Linked DNA regions of Mus musculus: region 1 is linked to region 2. A link is a contact called in public HiChIP or PLAC-seq data. All regions are on one chromosome and are shown on one strand. Each heading gives the region's core, a stretch centred on a gene start, on an enhancer-like site or on the middle of the called end of the contact. The rest is flanking DNA. Distances are from core to core; before and after follow the strand shown.

Evidence for each region. HiChIP or PLAC-seq counts read pairs in DNA pulled down with a chosen protein or histone mark.
Region 1: a FOXA1 HiChIP or PLAC-seq map of pancreatic cancer cells shows a contact between it and region 2. The contact joins two enhancer-like sites. A contact is called at or near these places in 1 of 115 datasets of contacts at active chromatin or transcription factors (pancreatic cancer cells) and 1 of 9 other capture datasets (adipose tissue).

Annotation. Positions count from the first base shown.
Region 1 is chr16:97,714,198-97,719,314 of GRCm38.p6, forward strand. No RefSeq gene overlaps it. Among named protein-coding and RNA genes, the nearest start is that of Gm41513, 13 kb to the right of the region's middle. Within about 2 kb of position 2,559, at least 32 of the 459 cell types and tissues checked have an H3K27ac peak or open chromatin away from gene starts, as enhancers often do. A contact at or near this core is called in pancreatic cancer cells, where this site is marked.
Region 2 is chr16:97,511,189-97,516,400 of GRCm38.p6, forward strand. No RefSeq gene overlaps it. Among named protein-coding and RNA genes, the nearest start is that of Fam3b, 8.9 kb to the left of the region's middle. Within about 2 kb of position 3,068, at least 20 of the 459 cell types and tissues checked have an H3K27ac peak or open chromatin away from gene starts, as enhancers often do. A contact at or near this core is called in pancreatic cancer cells, where this site is marked.

The sequences.
Region 1 (5,117 bases), core at 1,309-3,808, 200 kb after region 2:
CTTCTTTTACCCCAGAAGTAGAAGCTGGAAGCTAAGCCTGTATCCAGGGTCCCAAATCAAAGTGAGTTCAGCTTCAGATCTTCACCACCTGGCAGGAGATCCCTCTCTGGGGCTGGAAAGAGGCCCACAACATTGTGGAGTAGGCTAGCTTCTAGTGTACAGAGGTTGTGACAACCTTGAGCCAGTCTTAGCTGGATTGATTCAGTCCAGCCTCCAAGGTTCCCACCACTGTGTTCTCTCCTTTAAATATGGGTGATGCCAGCTACTTTAAATATGGGTGATGGGATGGTTGGGAAGCTGGGAATCATATTTCTGGAGTCCAGAGCATAGTGCATGGTGTGAAGGAAGCGTGTGGCAAATGGTAGCTGGAACTTGAATGCAGCAGGCAAGGGGAGGTGTGGCACTATGTGAAGGCAGGCTTCCCACATAGGAAAGGAACATTTGGGTTTGAAAAACGAGCCTTCAAGGGGCTGTGGGACTGACTCAGTGCTTGCTGAATAAGCATAAGGACCTGAGTTCAATATCCAGAATGCATGTAAAACATGCAGGGTGTGCTGGTACATGTCTGTAGTCTCCAGGCTGGGAGGGTAGAGACAGGCAGAACCTTGGAGCTTGTTGGTCAGTCAGCCTAGCTGCTTTGCAAGTTCCAGGCAGTGAGACACCCTGTGTTAAAATCAGGTGGACAATTCCTGGGGAACTATTTCAAGGCTGTCCTCTGGTCTCAGTATGCACATTTAGGTGCACACAGGACCGTTCATGAACACACACACCAAAATAATAACAAAAAGAAGAAAGAAATGTGCCTTCAGGAAGGACTCATCAGCAGACAAGGAGGGTGGATGGATGTCCAGACAAGGTCATTCTAGCTTATTCTTTCCTTGTAAGAGGTGGAGCAATGGGAGGGGTGGGGGGAGATGAAAGAGGAGCCAGTTGCAGTGGGTGTAGCCAGAGACCTGATATAAATTTATCAGAGTTGAGGACGTTGTTGCTGAATTGTCCCAGTGTGAGGCTGCCCCAGGGAACCATTCTTTAGACTTCAGAGATCAAGCCTGAATCAGGGTGGCAAGGCTGCCCAAAGGCTCCATGTCCAGAGGTGCCTTCAGGTCTGACCTTCTTGTTTCTTCAGACTTCTCTTCTTCCCTACCTCACCTTATTCCTAGCTTTTCTCCACTTTGTCTCCAGTACCTTGCACCCTGCTGGGGACCCCTGCTTTCCCAGAGCTGAAACTCCTTGCTTCCCAATCCTCTTAGGATGCCTTAGGCTCTATAAAAATTGAAATCTGCCTCTGAGTCTCAGATGTGTGTTCCTTCAGGAGTTTCCCCCATGTCTCCTCCTGACTCTGCTCAGCTTCTAGCATGGCCCCAACACCTCTCTAGGACTGTCTTAACCAGACTGTTCTTAGGCTTTCCTCACTCTGCACCAGAGACTCCAGCAAACACACACACACACACACACACACACACACACACACACATACACACTGCTTCCACAGTCTGGGCATTTTTCTGGGAGGGGAGACAGCAATGTGGGCAGAGCTGGGCCCTTGTCAGTAGGCTCCAGTCTCTCCTCATTCGTGACAGGGACCCTCACATGGGGCCTATCTTCCCTGTGCCGCACCATTAGCCCATGAAAGGTGCATCAGAGCTTAGGGTGGCATTTAGCAGCTTCTCCCTGTCTGCCCATCAGTAATTAGAAGCTGGCAGGTGGGTGGTGAGGCAATGGCTTGGCATTGTTTTCACCGGCATGGAAATACTTTCCCTGGAAGTAAAAACCTGTCTCAGCTAGTTCCCATGACTGTGTCCCCAAAGGGGAAGGAAAGCATGTTTGATGCCATCAATAGAGGACAGAATTATGAGCCTTCAAACATCATCTTAAGGACCAAGCCACATATGAACTCTTGGGGCACCATTGAGATTTCTCGGCCCAATAGGGAAAGTCTGTTAGTTACACTTTGTTCACAATTTCCCCTCCACCTGCTATGGGCCAGGTGAGCATGGGGGGCCTCATGGAGGGCAAAGAGTTATCTTCCTGGGTTTGATTCCCTAGACTTTAGTGCCTAGTATGCAATACACGGGAAACAAGTTAGTGAGGCACAATAAATTCCAAAACTTTAAAGTCCATTGCCACAGTAGAGTGTCTCAGCATCTATCCCCAGCGCATGCTTTGGACCCTAATACCTAAGGAGTTGGTATTAGGGGTAGGGCCTCTTCAGGGACAGGGGTGTGTGGGGTGGTGATTAGGTCTCAGGGGAGCAGCCCTTATGAATGGGCTTCATATCCTTGTTGGAACTTAGAAAGGTGATACTTCTCCCTCTACCATGGGATAATGTAACAGAAGGGGCCATCTTTGAACCAGAAGCCCTCCCCAGACACAGAACCTGCCTGGATCTCAGACTATCCCCCTCCAGAACCGCAGAAGCTTCACCCAGCTTCTAGTAGTCACACATTTTCCATGTTCCGTCTCTTCTGTGGCCAGAGAGACGCTTGCACTCCCCACAGCCACCCAGAGTCAACAGTATTTTTGGTTGTGTGGTCAGAATAAACCAATGCCAAGCCATTGCCTCACCGCCCACCTGCCAGCTTCTAAACCAACGGTCATCAGAATGTTTAACATCCGTCAACTGAAACAGTGGAGAAGGGAATGCCATTCAATTCAGACAAATGAATCACCTTCCTGACTCCTGGAATGCACAGTATTCCTGAGGACAGACAGATATCTTAAAGCAACATGACCTGGTCTCAGGCTCAGTCTGCTTAGAACCCAAAGGCTGGAGCTGGGAATCATCTCAGGAATAAATTGATTGACTTACATGCATGAGGCCCTAGGTTCAATGCCCAGCACCACCAGAAAATAAACAAGCAGGCCTAGGACCATTTTCTGTATATGGACACTGTCTTTAAACCTGGACCAGACTCCAGAGCCCAGCAGTACCCTGTGGATGTCCAAGCACTGGAAGCAAGCAGGTGCCTTGAATAAGTGCTTTGAGGCCATGCCTGGCTTTGAGAAGATAGATGTAACATTCAGAAAAGGCCAGAGTTTCTCCAAAAACAAAAATAGTGCAGGAAGCAGATAGGATTAAGCTGAGGGTTACCTAAACAATAACATGGCTTCTTGCATGGGTAGTTAATAAAGGGCTTTGTGGTCGTTTAACAGAGAGGACTCAGGGAACAGTCTGAAGCTGATGACCTGTGGGACCGGATACCAGACACAAAATTCAAAATATGAAAATGTCTCTGATCAATGCCTCTATCTCTGTTCTCCTCCAAGCCAATGTTACAGGTGTTTACATCTTCCCTAAACTTGCTGAGTAGAAAAGAGTGTGGAAGGGAAAGGAGGAGAAAGGAAGAGTGGGAAGCATAGGGTGTGTTTACCATCCTGGATAGGGAAGGCTCTGGGAGAAGCAGCACTTAGGCTTGTCTTGGGGTGAGCTAACCCAGACCCACAAGCAGATACCTGCAGAGAGGGTCAGAAAGCAACTAGGCCAGGGCAGGGCCCCAGCTGAGACAAGGTCGCGCTACTTTAAGATATCTGTCCTCAGGAATACTGTGTTGTGCCAGGATAATGTCCACTGCCCCCATGGAAATCAGATAAGGAAACAAGCTAGATCAATTGAGTCATTTGCCAGGCCACACACCCCAAGCTCCCTCCTTACAGCCACCCTGCATGTCATTGTGTTTCTCTCTGCCCAGGGCATGTCTGAGCACCAGTGTCTTTTCAGGCCTTCTCTGATTTCCAATGACAGTTTCACAGCCCTGAAGCCTAAACCTTTTTGGACTAGAATTGTAATGCATCTTTATGCTGAGACAGCCTACACCAGCCTGTCAGGGCACCAGTCAGGAAGGATGCCGGGTTTTGTTTCTTTCTTTTTTTTTTTTTTTTTTTCCAGAATGTGAATGAGAAGGAATGTGGGGAGGCAGGTTAGGCCAGCCATCTTGTTAAGGTTCTTTGACCTGGGGACAGCGCCTCCCTAGACCAGGGAGAGTGAGGGGTATGAAACACCCTGCTGCTAGCACTCTGGGGACACATTTGCCAAGGAGACCCCACAGAAAAGTTAATTTGGATAATAACTACATGATACTTGATCCAATGACAGTGATAATCACCAGACAGAAGCCTCTCCACCCAGGATAGTGTCATATTTCAGAAAATCTTTGGAAGGTTGACATAGCGTTAGTAAAAAGTTTGTAGCTCACCTGCCCCATCTGACATTATGGTTGAGCCACACAGCACTTCACGGTGCCCATTCTTTTCCCTCATAATCTGGGATGACAAGGGCTGTGGTTGCTACCACTGCTCCATGACTCCAGAAAACCTGGTACCACCTATGGCTAGTCCAGGAAAAGTGCATACAAAATGCTAAATTCAGTTTCTACTGACTGTGCATTGCTTTTTATCATTGGAGATTATAGAATCCTCCTTTGAGCCATTGTAGGTCAGGAACCTTCTGGGATAGGACGCATTGAAGGAGGTGGGAGTTCTGCAGCAGTTGTCAAAGTGCCTCTGAGTTCCCAGGGTTCATGAGGTGAGTGGAGATCCCTAAGTCACCAGGCCTGACAGGCCAGGCTGGGCTTCACAACTGCTTTTTCTGGACTTGCTGTTCATGGACCTTTTGATACCACTCTAGCTCTGCCTAGAATATTCTACCTGACCCACCATCCCTTTATCCCTTATCTAGTGACCTCTCCCAGTATCTTTGGCACTAGCCTTTGGACCTTTGATATTCATCTCACAGAGTTTGGCCAAAACCTCAGTGAGAATCATGTGTCCCAAAAGCCTTTTTAGCTTGGCTGGGGCCCCTGGAAAACATTCTTCAATATATAGACAATGGTTGTCCAGTTCTACATGAAGAAGTGTTCAAGGTCTAGCAGGTATAATCAACCTTTTCTTGTTGCAAAAAATAAAAGTTCACATTGAAGAATTATGCAATCAAGTTATCAAAGCAACTGGGGGGGGGTTGCTGGAGGGAGACACCTCATATTTTAAATTACAGTTTTGTGTTGACCCATGTTTGTGGCTGTCCTGGGCCACATGAGGGCCATACAGCCCACAGGGCACAGACCAGACTTATCTGCTAGGATCTTTGAGAGCAGATGTTGAAAGCCATTGTGGCCCAATGG
Region 2 (5,212 bases), core at 1,818-4,317:
GCTGATTTAAGTCACAGCATTTATCACAGCCACAGGAAGGTAGCCAACACTTGGCCTGGAGTATTCCAACAGAAAACATATTTCTCAAAGGTAGTCCTTACAGACATAAAAGGAAAGTATCTCAGGGGACAGAAAATGCTGCTTCTCATTGGCATAGGGTTGCAGGAACCACTACATATAGGAAATGCAAAGGAAAGAGACAGACAGAACTTTTCAATAGGCCAAGACTGCATTATTGGATCAGCAAGGGCTCACAGCCTTTTCATAAGATAAAGGCTGAAAACATTTAGAGGGTTGGATAGCATGTATATATACATAGGTAGCTACCAGGAAGTTATAGCTGTGTGTGAGTGTTTTAACTGGAAGCAGGGTGGGCTATTTTTTGATACATGAACACATGAACACATTGTTTCTGCAAGTGGGGCTCAATCATCAGGCTGGAGACAAGCAATTCTTCATGGCCTGACCTAGTTACTCATGACCTGAGGCTGTTAGCCAACAATACACACTCCAGAACCTAGTCATCAGGTCAGGTGCATAGGCCTGGTTCCAAGCAAGCCTATTTCCTATTCTTTATCCCTGGAAAGAGAGACCTGGTGCTCACCCAACAAGGGTTGCTCTGTCAGAAGTCAGATCCCACAAGACAGAGGCTAGGACTGAACATATCTCCCTCCCTTCTGAGCTATGAGAGAACTGAAACCATTGTGACAGAAGAAAGGAAGGTCTTGCCCTCCATTGCCTAAGCAATGTCACCTGCAGCCAGTCCCCCAGTCAGAGATATACAGCCTACCTGTCCCCAGCTGGTGTGACCACACTCCATTCTTAGATTATAGAGTTGCCCTTTCTCTGGTGTCATTCCTTCCAAACAGCCACCACCACAGCCTTGAATGAGAACTTCACAAGCCCTCCAGGCACTAGGACAGCGCCTGGAAGTGCTCACTTCTGCTCTGTGGAATGTTCTGGAATCCTCTCCGGTGAGGCGGCCTTCGCTGGTGGCCCAGGCAAGGTCCTAGTTTCCCGTTGGGTTTCCGACATGAGCACAGACATGAACCAAGGCCTCAGCACCCACCTTATCTGGGTTTAGCAAGCCCAGGAGTGAAAAGCGACTCAGGACCCACGCAGTGAGAACTAGTCGGACTAGCCGACTCCCCTCATAAGCGTCCCCTGCGTGAGGAAAGCCCTGGCTGGGACCAGTGGTGTCCTGGATCCCTTGGCCCAGCCTTCCCCTGACTCCTACCCACCTCCTCCACTGGGACCCTTGGTCCTCACCACTTTGTTGGCTCCAGCCCCTATGGGCCCGGAACAGCCGCGCCCTTGCCATGTGCCTAGACCAGCTGACTCCGCAGTGCTCCGCCCTCTGTTCCTGTTGCCCCACAGCGCCCCCTTGTCCTTGCCTGCGCTCTGTGCAGCCTCTTCCGCCTTAAGGCTCCCAGAGAGGAAGGCCTGCGCTGTGGGGACGGACCCCTTTATGAGGCCTGTGCAACCTGCAGGGATATGACCTGAGTGGCAGCCAGGCTCTCAGGAGGGTTACCTGGGCCTGTGAGACTTCACCCATTTGGGAAGCCCACAGGAATGCAGCCCTAGAATGGAAAAAGCCCCCTCCCCTGACTTTAGGGGTGTGTGTTGGTCTTCTGGGGCCTGGAAGGCTCATTCAGTACTCTGGAAATCACTGCCCATTCCTAAATGCTTTGCTGAAGCCAGGTTCTATGCCTCTTCTGATGTCCTGAAGCCCTTATATTTAGGAGTACAGACTGAAGTGCTTTTAAAGTAATTTCCTTATACTAATGTTTCATGGAAATGCATCCAACATCTTGTCTTCTCATCCAAGCAAGAAAGCACTTTCATGTCTTTGTTACAAAGTGGGATTAAGGACAGTTTCCTGGCCAGGAATCTGCAGATTTGTGGCCTCCTGGAAAGGTGGATTTCTCCGCATCCCACCCAGGACTCCAGTCCATGTAGAATAAATTCCTTATCCCAGCAGGAGCTAGAAGCCAGAGGATTAGGAGTTCTGCCACTTAGTGAGTTCAAGGCCAGCCTAGGCAAATTGTAATGGTGTCTTAAATTTTTTCCTGAAGTCCCGGATGCCATCTGTGATGCAGATATGGTGTGAAAGATATCAGGAATCTCAACAGAACTAGGATGCATGTTTCTACCTAAGCAGAACACTGGTTCTTTAGCCTGTTCCACGCTGGGATTAGTGTTATCAAAACTCTGCACTGTAAGGTTGTAGATAAGATTAAAGGACACTGCCCCTCAGCCTCAGACTGTGGTGTGTGTGTGTGTGTGTGTGTGTGCGCGCGTGCGTGCATGCGCTCATACACACACACACACACACACAAGTTTTTGGGTTTTGTTTTGTTTTTTGGGGTTTTTTTTGTTTGTTTGTTTGTTTTGTTTTTTGTGACCCAGAGTTCACCTTTGCTGGCCAGCCAACCTCTAGGATCACAGCTCAGTTAGCATGGACGATGTTGCCGCCCTGCACGTTGATGGGTCATTCTCTGCTGAGGGGCCTCTCTGTGTGCATGAGATCGCTCTGCAGCCATCCGATCTATGTCCTCTTGATGGCCAGGGCCACTGGCTATTGTCTCTAGGAACAAATATTCGAGGTTGAGTGCTCCTGTGGTTCACAATAGGAGTGGAGAAGGGAGAGCCTCCCTGACTCTAGGACAAACAAGGAAGAGGCCTGAGATCAGCAAGACCTGCTCTCTTAGAACAGTAGCCCATCTGCCAACACCTAAGTGATGCTTGATCTAGAACTGTGGGGACTACTACATGCACATGAACACTGTTGTTGTTCCCTTTACTAAGCCTCTATTCTTCGTCTGCATCTGAATGGTATGTGTCAGATGTCAGAGGGAAGGGGCCTGGAAAGGACTCTTCAAGGGTTGCCTATGTCCGGCATAGCTAGACAGGATGAGGCAGGGCAGGGAAGCCTGATTGAGGGGGGCACCTTAGTGATTATCCTCATTGGAAACTAGAGCAATAAGCTGGCTGCTGTCACAGAGGTCCTGCTCTCTGAACCTTGCAACTGACTTTCATGCCAGTTTAGGATAAGTGTAATAAGGAAATAATAGACTGTCCACAGCTCTCAGAACCCAGGTGAGGTGTCTCCTGACACAGGACAGGTGGGGACAGAGGCCAGGCTAAGTGACTGCCTGCCACCATGACAGGGAAGGCAGCAGGGACAGTGTGGAAATGGGCTATGGCAATGAATGGTCAGTGGGGTCAGTGGGCCTGGAGTATTTGTCTCAGCTCACACCTTGCCTCTCAGAACTCTCCTAGTTTCTGCCTTCCACTCCTTCACAGCACCACGCACCATGTCAAACACTCATCATCCCCTTCTTGTTGGTCTCAAGTTCCCTGAGATTTGGGTCTTTGGCCCAGAATTTCCAGGACCTAGTTCAGGCTTGAGTCACAACCCACTCCACAAATATTTGTGGTGTGACTGAATGAAGTCTGCAAACAGGCTAAGAATCTTGTTTAACGATAACCAAAGAGCCAACTGTTTTTTCTTCCTCTTCCTCTGACAGTTGACTTAGTGCCAACTAACCTGCTTATCAAAGAGTGACTCTGGATTTTCCCAGTAAGGATGGAAGGGGTGCCCCAGGGATCCCGTTGCTAGGGCTCCATTCTATTAGCAGAATTCACTCTGTTCCAAGGACTGCCTTGTTCTGTTCAGTGACCTCATAACACCACCCTCTGTTCATGAAGAAAATGATGCTTGGAACAAAAAAAAAAAAAAAACGCACAAAAAAAACTTTGTAAATAAAATAAACAGATGCCTTGTAAACCACCAGGGGTTTGACTGATAACTTTAATATAACAAATAACCACTGTGGGTACCCTGCTTAGAAAAGCATCCCAAAAAGCCACTGAGATGATACAGACTCTAAGTCAGGGATGCTGCATGCTGAACTAGCCAAAGTCTTAGGGAAATGGCAGTCAAAGTAAGGGTAAAGCTAGTTTATCCCTTAAATGGATCCCCAGGACTACACAAATAATCTAAACATAAATTGGACATTGCAATGGTGCTGGGTGATGTCTGAGAGTTTTGTTCTCCTTCACCTGTAACTGATGCAAATCATTTCCTGGCGTGACTTAGAACTGGTTCTGTCTAGATGGGAGTGGTAGCTTAATGACTTTCCTATACACCTACACAAAATCCCCATCAGAACAAACACCTCTTATAATGTGGATGGGGCAATCTTGCAGCTCACAGGAGCTGGACCAGGCCCAGTCTCATTTATTCCAGTTGTGCAGACCCTGGCTTGCTGGTGATGACATGGTAGCCACCCCCAGCCCTGTACACAGCACTGGACTCCAAGGCACCTGAAGACAGGAGAATGACAGATGTGTATCCAGAGAAGTATATCCAGAGAAGTGGAGCCAGGTCAGGCTGCAGTGCTTGATTTTGGGTCTTCTGTGGAACGAGGCTACTAAGGCAAGTGCTTATGTCAAAGTGGCACAGCCAGGGGTGGTATCAAGGCGAGGGCAAGGGGAAAGCCAATCCAAGAGTTCAAAAGACAGATCATCAGAACAAGTTGGGTGAGAGCAGAAAGCTTTGAGCTGTTGAGAAAACAAAACAAATGAATAACCAATGCAGAGCAGGACAGGGAGAGGTCAGAAGGGCTCTGGTTCCAGACTGCTTTGTGAAGGTTTTCTACCATCCAACAAGGCAGACCCCAAGGGAGTTAGGGGTTGATGATAGATAGGCTGTCCTGAAGGAAAGAATACATATCCTTCCAAGCACCCAGGCCGTAGACCATGTCAACCAGCCTGCACCAGGAAGAAATCCTCAGTTCCAAATGCTCACGTGGCCATGATCAAAATCAGAAGGAGAAGGAATTTTTGCCTGACAGAATATGCAGTATAAATTCCTTGATGTCAAAGAAACTAAATAGGAAATTTAGAAAACAGTGTTTAGAGAGTAGTGAGACATGACATGTCAGAATATATGAAATTCAATTAAATCTGTGTTCACAGCAACACAAGATAGGTGAAAACTCCCTTCCCATTAACAATAGGAATAAAAACTAGGGGCTGGAAAGAAAATGCTTGCTGCTTTTTTAGAAGATGTTGGATTGTTCCCAGCAACCACATCAGACAGCTCCCAAATGTCTGTAACTCCAGCTACAGGGAATCTCACACCCCTCTTCTGGTTTCCTTGGCCACAGAGCATGGACTCCTCACAACTGGCACACTAGTGAGTTGC